Linked DNA regions of Mus musculus: all the other regions are linked to region 1. A link is a contact called in public HiChIP or PLAC-seq data. All regions are on one chromosome and are shown on one strand. Each heading gives the region's core, a stretch centred on a gene start, on an enhancer-like site or on the middle of the called end of the contact. The rest is flanking DNA. Distances are from core to core; before and after follow the strand shown.

The links. HiChIP or PLAC-seq counts read pairs in DNA pulled down with a chosen protein or histone mark.
Region 2: a contact with region 1 is called in an H3K27ac HiChIP or PLAC-seq map of embryonic stem cells, with 4 times the contacts expected there. The contact joins the enhancer-like site here to the promoter of Eif4a3 in region 1. A contact is called at or near these places in 5 of 39 promoter capture datasets (the C10 cell line, cranial neural crest, hematopoietic stem and progenitor cells and 2 more), 1 of 15 datasets of contacts at CTCF or cohesin (large pre-B cells), 3 of 484 Hi-C or Micro-C datasets (the G1E-ER4 cell line, cerebral cortex and embryonic stem cells), 18 of 115 datasets of contacts at active chromatin or transcription factors (T-cell acute lymphoblastic leukemia, bone marrow-derived macrophages, craniofacial prominence and 11 more) and 2 of 9 other capture datasets (adipose tissue and liver).
Region 3: an H3K4me3 HiChIP or PLAC-seq map of bone marrow-derived macrophages shows a contact between it and region 1, with 2.8 times the contacts expected there. The contact joins the enhancer-like site here to the promoter of Eif4a3 in region 1. A contact is called at or near these places in 11 of 39 promoter capture datasets (the 3T3-L1 cell line, the HPC-7 cell line, HPC-7-derived erythroid cells and 6 more), 8 of 115 datasets of contacts at active chromatin or transcription factors (bone marrow-derived macrophages, craniofacial prominence, effector CD8 T cells and 5 more) and 3 of 9 other capture datasets (embryonic stem cells, macrophages and pancreatic islet).

What each region holds. Positions count from the first base shown.
Region 1 is chr11:119,298,460-119,301,442 of GRCm38.p6, forward strand. Eif4a3 (eukaryotic translation initiation factor 4A3) reads right to left here and starts at 1,584. Exons shown (of 12, transcript NM_138669.1): 1 at 1,369-1,584. The coding sequence starts at 1,537.
Region 2 is chr11:119,927,111-119,930,093 of GRCm38.p6, forward strand. No RefSeq gene overlaps it. Among named protein-coding and RNA genes, the nearest start is that of Baiap2, 14 kb to the right of the region's middle. Within about 2 kb of position 1,446, at least 140 of the 459 cell types and tissues checked have an H3K27ac peak or open chromatin away from gene starts, as enhancers often do. A contact at or near this core is called in the G1E-ER4 cell line, T-cell acute lymphoblastic leukemia, adipose tissue and 5 more, where this site is marked.
Region 3 is chr11:119,862,056-119,865,038 of GRCm38.p6, forward strand. The region is part of intron 20 of Rptor (regulatory associated protein of MTOR, complex 1); the gene reads left to right. Among named protein-coding and RNA genes, the nearest start is that of Rptoros, 29 kb to the left of the region's middle. Within about 2 kb of position 1,451, at least 167 of the 459 cell types and tissues checked have an H3K27ac peak or open chromatin away from gene starts, as enhancers often do. A contact at or near this core is called in bone marrow-derived macrophages, macrophages, microglia and 2 more, where this site is marked.

The sequences.
Region 1 (2,983 bases), core at 334-2,833:
CACAAGTACTTTCCAAATAAGCAGACATAATTTATACAGAAAAGATGTTGTTGGTTTGCTTTGGTGTGTGTGGGGGTGGTGGGGGGGTGGTGAGGGGTTGTTCAAGATAGGGTTTCTCTAAGTAACAGAGCCCTGGCTATCTTGAACTCACTTTGTAGACTGACCTCTGTCTCCCAAGTGCTGGGATTAAAGCTGTGAGACTGGCTTGTTGTAGTTTATTTTTACACTCTTTTAAGATGTAGCTAGTGACACTTGCCAGCTCAACACAGGACTTGTAATGCTATTCTTGGCTGCCAACTTGCCTACATCTGGGATTACCGAAAACCCAAGCTGGGTATCATTAAAAATGGGAGGGACCAATCTTCCTGGTCTAGTGAGTTCCAGGGCAGCTAGGGCTAGGTAGAGACCCTACCTCAAAACAACAACAACAACAACAATCCTGGCTTGGTGTGGCACACCTTTAACCCCACCATCTGGGAGGCAGAGGCAGGGAATCTCTGAGTTTGAGGCCAGCCTGGTCTACAAAGAATTCCAGGACGGCCAGGGCTCCAAAGAGAAAGTCTCAAAAAAAAAAAGGAAAAAAGAAAAGGACAGAAACAAAAAGACAAAGCTCATTTGGCCTCCCTTAAATGCTCCTAAACACACACCAGCAGCATGACCGACCATTCACTCAAAAAAAAAAAAAAAAAAAAAAAATCCAGCTCCAACTCAACGACAACATCAGCATCTCTCTTCTACAGTCCGGCCATCACCCCCGCCTCCTCTTCTAACTCCAAATCCAGACACCAAGATAAACTTTCAAACTGTAAGCCCGATCCTGTCAATTTTGCTTAGAGCCCTGCAGTGGCTTCCAGCGGTATTTAGGAATGAATCTCAAAATCTTTACCCAGGCGTTTAAAACATGACAGGGGGTTCTTTTTCTGTTCCTGGCACAGGTCTGGCCATGGCTTCGAGAAGCCAGGGTCACCCTGGTGATTATGAACGCCTCTGGGAGCTCTCTCTCGGCTCTTTTAACTGTCCCCTACCAATCTACCTACTCTACCCAGCTGCTCATTCTCTTGTTTTCCCAATTCCCACCGCCTGAAGCACTTTGGCTTCGTGTTTTTCGCCTCCCTAGAAAGCTTTAAACTCCCTAAGGCGAGAACCCACCAGACTTAGAGCCGCGACTTCCCCATCAAAGCTCGGGGCACCTCGGGGGACACACATGGCGATCCGCTCGCTACACGAGCCACTGAAGAGCCTGGCTGACTGCAGCCCCGGGGGAGCAGGCCGGAGCTCTGGGGCGGAGCCGCTCGTCGCCGCCGGGCCTAACCCCGTCCTACCGGGGCCCGGCCCCCAACCTCCCCCGCCTCGAGGCCCGCGCCCCACCGTAGGCGTAGATGCCGCGCAGCAGGTCCTCTCGCAGGCCCATGGTGTCGAACGTGGGGGTCACGTCCACCTCCTCGCTCGTCTCGAACTCCACTTTGGTCATGTCCTCCTCTTTGAGCAGCCGCTTCCGCGCCGAGCCAGACGTCGCCATCGTGGCGTTAGCCGCCATGATCCGGATTCCGCAGAAAGACAACTGCAAGCCGCGGCGGGAACCGGATGTAAGGCGCGCGCCGCCGGCCCGGTCGGGAGGAAGTGACGCGCCGCAGCGCCGCGGAAGAGCGTCAAGAGGGGCGGAAGGCACGGCGCTCCAGGTCTCGCGATATTCCGCGCTCCGCGGGATTCGGCGAGAGGCTGGGCTTGCCGTCGCTAAGCGCCTGCGGCTCTCCGTACTCTCGGCTCCTTGGATGTCCGCAGCCGGCTCGGGATAGGGATGTGGGTCTCTGGGAGGAGCAAGACGGACGCCAGGGTGTCCCCGAGGGTACGGGGCAAGGGAAGATGGCACCGCCCGATGGGCTCCGCGCTCCTTCGCAGCTGACTGCGTTGCCATGGCAACCGCAGCGCTAAGCGGCGGGAGAATCAAGCTGCTCGCCCGGGGTGGCTGGGGAAATCAGTGGGGACCGAGGGGAGAGCAGGGGCCGCCTAAGCTGCCATCACATCTGAGAATCCTTCAGAGCCGCTGACCCCAGTCACTCTGAAGAATCCTGATTTTCAACGTAGGCTCCACAAGGGCTTTGCTCCTTACTGGGGCACGTCTGTCTGTCTGTTTTGTTTGTTTCTGAGGGTGGATCGAGCCGTACCCCGAGTTCTAGCAAACATTCATTTGCACTTGGCCTCTTTCCTTTTTTCTGCTTTTGAGGAAAGATGACTAAATCGTTAAGAGCCGTTACTCCTCTTCCAGGGAACCTTGTTATGCTCCAGCGCTTAGACCGTGTGACTCACAACAGCCTGTCTTCCCCAGCTCCAAGCGATCCAGTACTTCTGGCCTCTGTGGGGGCCACACTCACACAAACACACACTAACACAAATCTTTTAAAGCTACTATAAGAAACCTCATTTTGTGTAGATATGTTTCGTTATAACCAGATTATCTTTTCATGGAGAAGTTGTGGGTTGCAGTATGTCCGCCCAAAAATAAATAAATAAATAAATAAATAAATAAAACAAGTTATCACCTCCTTCCCTAGAGAGCTCTGCTCTTGCTCTGGTATCAGGATTTGTCCAGACCAGGTAAACGATTGAAGACACAGAGCTGGCCACCCTTCTGGGACTAAACAACTGAGTTCCAAGTTCTCTTGCCTTCTCACTCCACAAGGATTTATTCCTGGTGCTCATGCAGTTTGGCAAGCCTGACTTTAAGGGTGGTTTTGCAATCTCTGCTGTAAAGTACACGTGGATTTTAATGACCTCCTAAGAAAAGAATGGAAAGTCTCCATTTCATACTGCCTGTTGAAATGAGTCTAATTATAGTTTGGGGATACTGTTTAAAATGCAGCTTAATTGCACTGTTTGTTACTTCATCAGATGTAACAACTAAAAAGGGCTTTATTGTGTTCCTATTGGGCCACTCTGCTCACATATCTTTGCCTATTGTGTCTGCGTATATTTGTGTATGTTC
Region 2 (2,983 bases), core at 196-2,695, 630 kb after region 1:
GTATGCCTTACAGGAGCTCTCTGGTCTCATCTCCTCCCACAGCTCTGACCCCAGGTAGAACTTGGGTTCAAAACTGCACAGCAAAAAAGGACCGTTTACCCTGAGGCGGGTGTGTGTGTGTGTGGGAGGGATGAGCTGTAAAGGGGGCTGTATGTGTCCCAGGAAAGAATGAGCCTGGAGAGGACCCTACAAGTCCTAGGCCTCCCCTAAGTCACACAAGTGTGGATAGACCCTGAGAGTCAAGCTAGTTAGGGACCCACGAGCCATGGAAGGCAGCAAAACCTGAGATCTGAACTAGCTAGTGAGAGGGTCTGTAAAAACAGAAAAGACCGCTGGGAGGTGGTGGTGCACACCTTTAATCCCAGCACTTGGGAGGCAGAGGCAGGCAGATTTCTGAGTTTGAGGCTAGCCTGGTCTACAGAGTGAGTTCCAGGACAGCCAGGGCTACACAGAGAAACCCTGTCTCGAAAAAAAAAAAAAAAACCAAAAACAAACAAACAAACAAAAGACAGAAAAACCCAACATTCCCAGGCAGCTAATAGGATTGTAACAGACCAAGTGTGCCACTCAAACTGTCCCATTTACAACTCTTTTTTTGTTTTTGTTTTTGTTTTGTTTCTCTGAGTAGCTCTGGCTGTCCTGGAACTCACTCTGTAGACCAGGCTGGCCTAGAACTCAGAAATCCGCCTGCCTCTGCCTCCGAAGTGCTGGGATTAAAGGGGTGCACCACCACGCCCTGCCTCATTTACAACTCTTTAAGTAACTTGTCATACTAAGGACAGAGAGCATGCATGTGATTCCAAAGGAAAAGACAGTCCAGGCTGCAGAGATGGCCCAGGAGACAGGAGCAGCTGCTGCTCTTCCAGACAACCTGAGTTCAGATTCCAGCGCGCACACACACACACACACACACACACACACACAACACACACACACATACACACACACACAACACACACACACACACAACACACACATACACACACACACAACACACACACACACACAACACACACAACACACACACAAAGTTCCTGCATAAAGATGCTGTTAAAGAAAAAAAAATACTGTAGCAGAAAAACAAAATATGAAGAAAAAGACTCAAAATTAGCGAAAGGCATCAGTTTACAAATTTAAAAAATCCAACAAATACAATTTACAAATTGTAAAAATTCAAGGAAAACTGTGAGTCATCACAGTCACTGTGACAGGAACTGAAGCAAACCACCACACGGCAGCCATGCACAGGAAAGATGCCCGCGTGCGCGTGAGAGAGGCTGGGCAACCTCAGGGTTTTCATCAGAAAGAAGACTCAGCAAAACCGAAAGAGAAGCCGCTTCCACTCCAGAGCGCAGAGACCAGAAAAAGACCTCCAAGCCAGGCGAAGGAAAGGGAGGAGCCACCGTGCAACCCCGCCCGAAACATGCGGGGAACAGGCAGTGCAGATCTGCAAGTTCAGGAAACTACAGAAGAGGTAGCTGGGAGAGGAGACACTGTAGCCAGACCGTCTTAGAGAAGCAGAATGAAAACAGCGATGGTTAATGTGGTGGGGAGATAGAGGGGAAATCCTCTTCTGTTTAAACACTGACATATAAATGTGTATGAGAAAGAAAGCTGCGGTAAGCTGCGGTGAGAGTCTCAAGGTGCGACCTCCACGACTCTACAGTTCCTGTGTGTAGGTTGCAATCTTCAGTACGACAATTAAAATACCAAAGCCCCTGCAGATGCTGAGGCAGGAGGATCTCACTTTTTGTTTTGTTTTGTTTTGTTTTTCGAGACAGGGTTTCTCTGTGTAGCCCTGGCTGTCCTGCAACTCACTCTGTAGACCAGGCTGGCCTCGAACTCAGAAATCCACCTGCCTCTGCCTCCCGAGGCGTGCGCCACCGCGCCCGGGGATCTCACATTTCAGATCTGCTTGGTTATATTGAATTCGAGGCCAGTCTGAGCAATCTAGTGAGACCTTGCTTCAAAAGAAAGGATGGAGAGTCTAATGGAAGAATACTTGTGGGCTGTACTCTTCTGAAGGTCCCAGCAACCACATGGTGGCTCACAAACATCCATAATGAGATCTGATGCCCTCTTCCGGTGTGTCTGAAGACAGCTACAGTGTACTTCCATATAATAATAAACCTTTTTTTTTTTTTTTTTTAAAGAAGAATACTTGTGAGAAATCCTGGGGTTGGTTTCTAGCAACAAAGTAACGGCCTATAATTGACAAAGAGGGATGCAGCCAGAAAACCAATACATTAATTAAAATGGAGTATTCGAAGACTTGAAATACAAGGGAGCAGAGAGACAGATTGGGGGCTGGGGAGCACTGAGATCTATGAATTAGTAGACCCCAATCCAGGTTAATAGTTTTTCAAAGATTTAACTTTACTGGTGTGAGTGTACGCCACATGTGTGTGAGAGGGGAGACTGTCATGGCCTGAAGAGGACATAGGACCCTGTAGATCTACCGTCACAGGAGGTTGTGCTCCTGATGTGGGTGCTGGGAACTGAACTCCGACATCTGGATCACAGCAAGTGCTTGTGAGTCCTCTCTCCAACCCCAATAACTTAAAAAAAAAAAGTTAATCTGTGAAAACCACGCATGTGCACACAGCATGTGAGTGTGTGTGTGTGTGTGTGCCTGTGGAAAAACTTACTTTTTTTTTCCGTTTGAAGAAGACTTTGGACTAGAAGAGAAGTTGAACTTGAAAGCAGTGCTTAACAGGCTGAACTGGTAAGATCCTGAAAGATGGTGCTGAGTCGGGTTGTGGTTTAGCTCAAGGGCTTAGAGGGGAAGGATTGTTTTGTTTTGTTTGAGACAGGATCTCTCTGTGTAACCTTGGCTGTCTTGGGACTTGCCATGTAGATCTGGCTGGCTTCTAACTCACAGAAACCCACCTGTCTCTGCCTCCAGAATGTGTGTGCCACTCACTACACCCAGCTGGAAGCAAAGATTTTAACAGCAACTGGGCTAGAAGCCAGTTTTGTGCTG
Region 3 (2,983 bases), core at 201-2,700, 560 kb after region 1:
AGCCACCTCTGTTCTTCCCTATTTTCCTCTTGTTGAGGAGTCAGGAAGCACGGCGAGCCTTTTCATCCCGGCATAGTAGTGACCTGGTGAGGCCCTGAGTGTGCACCAAGGGGCAGAGGCTACACATGTGTCTGCCCTAACTGAGAGAAATCCAGCAGGGACTTGCTGGAGAGAGTTAATGCTAGGAATGTAGCTCAGTGGGGGAGTGCTCACCTATCACACACAGTCCCTGCTGTGGTGACCAAAGCTTAGTGGGTCATACGAGGATGCTGAGGGTCAACTACAAAGACCATGCAGATGTTCCAGGGTCACTGGAGATAGGAGGCCAGAGCAGTGGGTCAGTATAACACCCCCCAAAGGTTCTATACATTAGGCCGACAGCTTAGACTCAGAAGGGAAGGTATAACTAGATTTACTCTGAAGCACCATGACAGGCGCACAAGGAAGAACAAATACAATGGCCACATACACACGCAGCCACCACCACCCACCACCGCCAGCCACTGCCACCACTCCCCCAGCCCTGGGACCTGTGTTTCTAAAGACTGGCAGAAGTCTTGGCCATTTCCAGATCATCAGAGGACCTGACCTCACTCTGCCAGCTCTTCAAGCCCTAGATGAGGACTCGCAGCCTCGTGTCTATACAGTCCTTTCCCAATAAGGCTCTGAGGTTCAGAAACAGCTGCAGAGCTCTGAGAGACTGCACTTCACCACATGCTATTCAGAAAGCTGTGGCCACTGCTCTGAAAATCAATCCTAGAACATCACGGTCTTTTATTACTTCTAGTCTAGACATGAAAATAGATCCTTAGCCCTTCTAGAGCTTAGCAAGTAGCAAGTTGCCGGCCAGGCCCAGTTCCTGCCTCTGCTTTGAGGCAGAACCCAGTGTCCTTACCTCAGTCCCATGGGCCCTGATCCGTGTGTGAGGGTGGCAGGTTGTATTTTGGAGATGTTAAGACAGGGCAGTTGATTTGGCAAGGAGCCAGGGAGAATCACTCCTGGCAAATCAGGGCTGATGTGAAATCAAGAGGTAATTTGTAACCACAGCTTCCCTTTCCACTAAAACAACTGTGCCTCCCATCCCAGTCAGAGGGTGGTAAAGCTTAGAGTTGTGTTCTCTGCTACGGTGTCACACAGAGCTCAACATCCACAGTCAGCCCAGTCATTGAAATAGGCTTTAAACTACACAGTAATATTTACAAGTGTCTCCCTTTCTCCATGTCCTGCACATTGTTAGACTTTTCTGGCAGTGTTCTGTGGGGTTCCTGATTCTAAAGGACTCCCCAGAGTTCTTTATTCTGTATCTGCCACCCCAGCCCATGAGGCCACAGGGGCTTTAGGACTCCACCTGTGACTACCTACTCTGTTCAGTGTCTGCTGAGTTTGGTCAGTAAGCTGAGGGAGGGAGGGAGGGCCTGAGCCCTCATTAGTCACGCACCAGCCCCTCCCCAGTCTGTGACGTCAGTCCGTCCGACATCTGAGTAACACGGTTCACCAGAAGCTTCGAGATAGATCCCTTACAGCTTGGTGCCACGTGGCAACTGAGCTTTGCAGGAAGCAGCGTGTCACTCCCCAGGAGGATGCCTGAGAGTACCAGAGGTAGCTGTGTGAGCACTTGCTGTCGCTTAGAGAGGCGCTGCCAACTCCATCTGAGTGGCCAGTTCCCTGTCTCTCAGGGGAAACTGAAAGCAGAACATGTGGCCCTGTCTCTAGAGTACACTGGAAGCCACCTCCTTCTCCTCTCCTCAGCTGCTGCTTAGCAACTCCATACCTCAGAGCTGGAAATCGGATCTGAGGACATTTCACCCAGAGAGATTCTAAGCTGATTGTACTAGTTTTCTTAGACTTTACTTGTAAATCTAGCCCAGTGTTTGGAACTGTAGAGTTTTAAGTTGAAATGTCAGTCCTCTACTTCTGAGTTGTAGCCACATGAGAGAGCACGGAGTGAGAAGGCTGCTTTCTTTGGATTTTCCTGCCACTGTGCAACCCAAGCTACATTCCTCCACCACATCCAGGCTTATCACAGGCCTAGGTCTCCTGGCACATGTGCCTTCCTACTTACTGCTTCCTGGGCTCACTGGAGGCTTAGAACTACTGACATCGAGTCTTTGCAGTCCTGTGTTGTCGCCTTATAGAGATGCCTGTCTCAGCTGGACACATGGCGTAATGGTTAGGAGCTCTCAGTGCTCTTGCGGGAGATGTGGGTTCCGTTCTCAGCACCTCTGATGCATAACTCCAGGTCCAGGGATCCTCCTTTGACTTCACTCGGTTCTTACATGCACATGGTGCTCATACAGACCTTCACACACACACACCACACATACCACACACACACCATACATACCACACACACACACCACATACACACACACCATTTTTTTAAATTAAATAATTATTTTTTAAATTCCTGTCTTAAGACTTAGCCCCTCAGTGACAGGCAGAAATGCCTTACTCAGCTCAAAAGAGAAGCTCTGTATTCAGGAGCTGAGGTGCAGCCCACTTGACCTCGGCACCCTCTTAGTGAGTGGGTATACATAGCTGCCATGGCTCAGGCTTTGCCCTACACAGCCCAGGATTAATGGAAGGGAAGTTGGATTCACTTCCCATCTATAGATGAGCACGCAAGTCAGCAGTCATTAGAGAGTGGACAAGCAGAGCTCAACAAGTAACAAAGTACATGTAGAGAGGGCAGTGGCCACAGCTGTGCATCCCACATAAACTGTACATCTGGCCATGCTGTCATCTAGGAACCTAGAACGAGGGAGGAGATATGCGTGGGAAACTAGGTGGTATTCTCTAAACAACAAAGTTATCCGAGTGCAGACCATTTTTTAGCCATTTTCCTTTAGAAAGCCCTGTCATCAAAAGATGAGACCTGCCTGCCAGGCATGGTGGTGTACCCAGCACATGGAAGACAGAGGCAGGTGGATTTCTGTAATTCAAAGGTAGCCTAATGTATATAGTGAGTCCCAGCTAGCCTTGA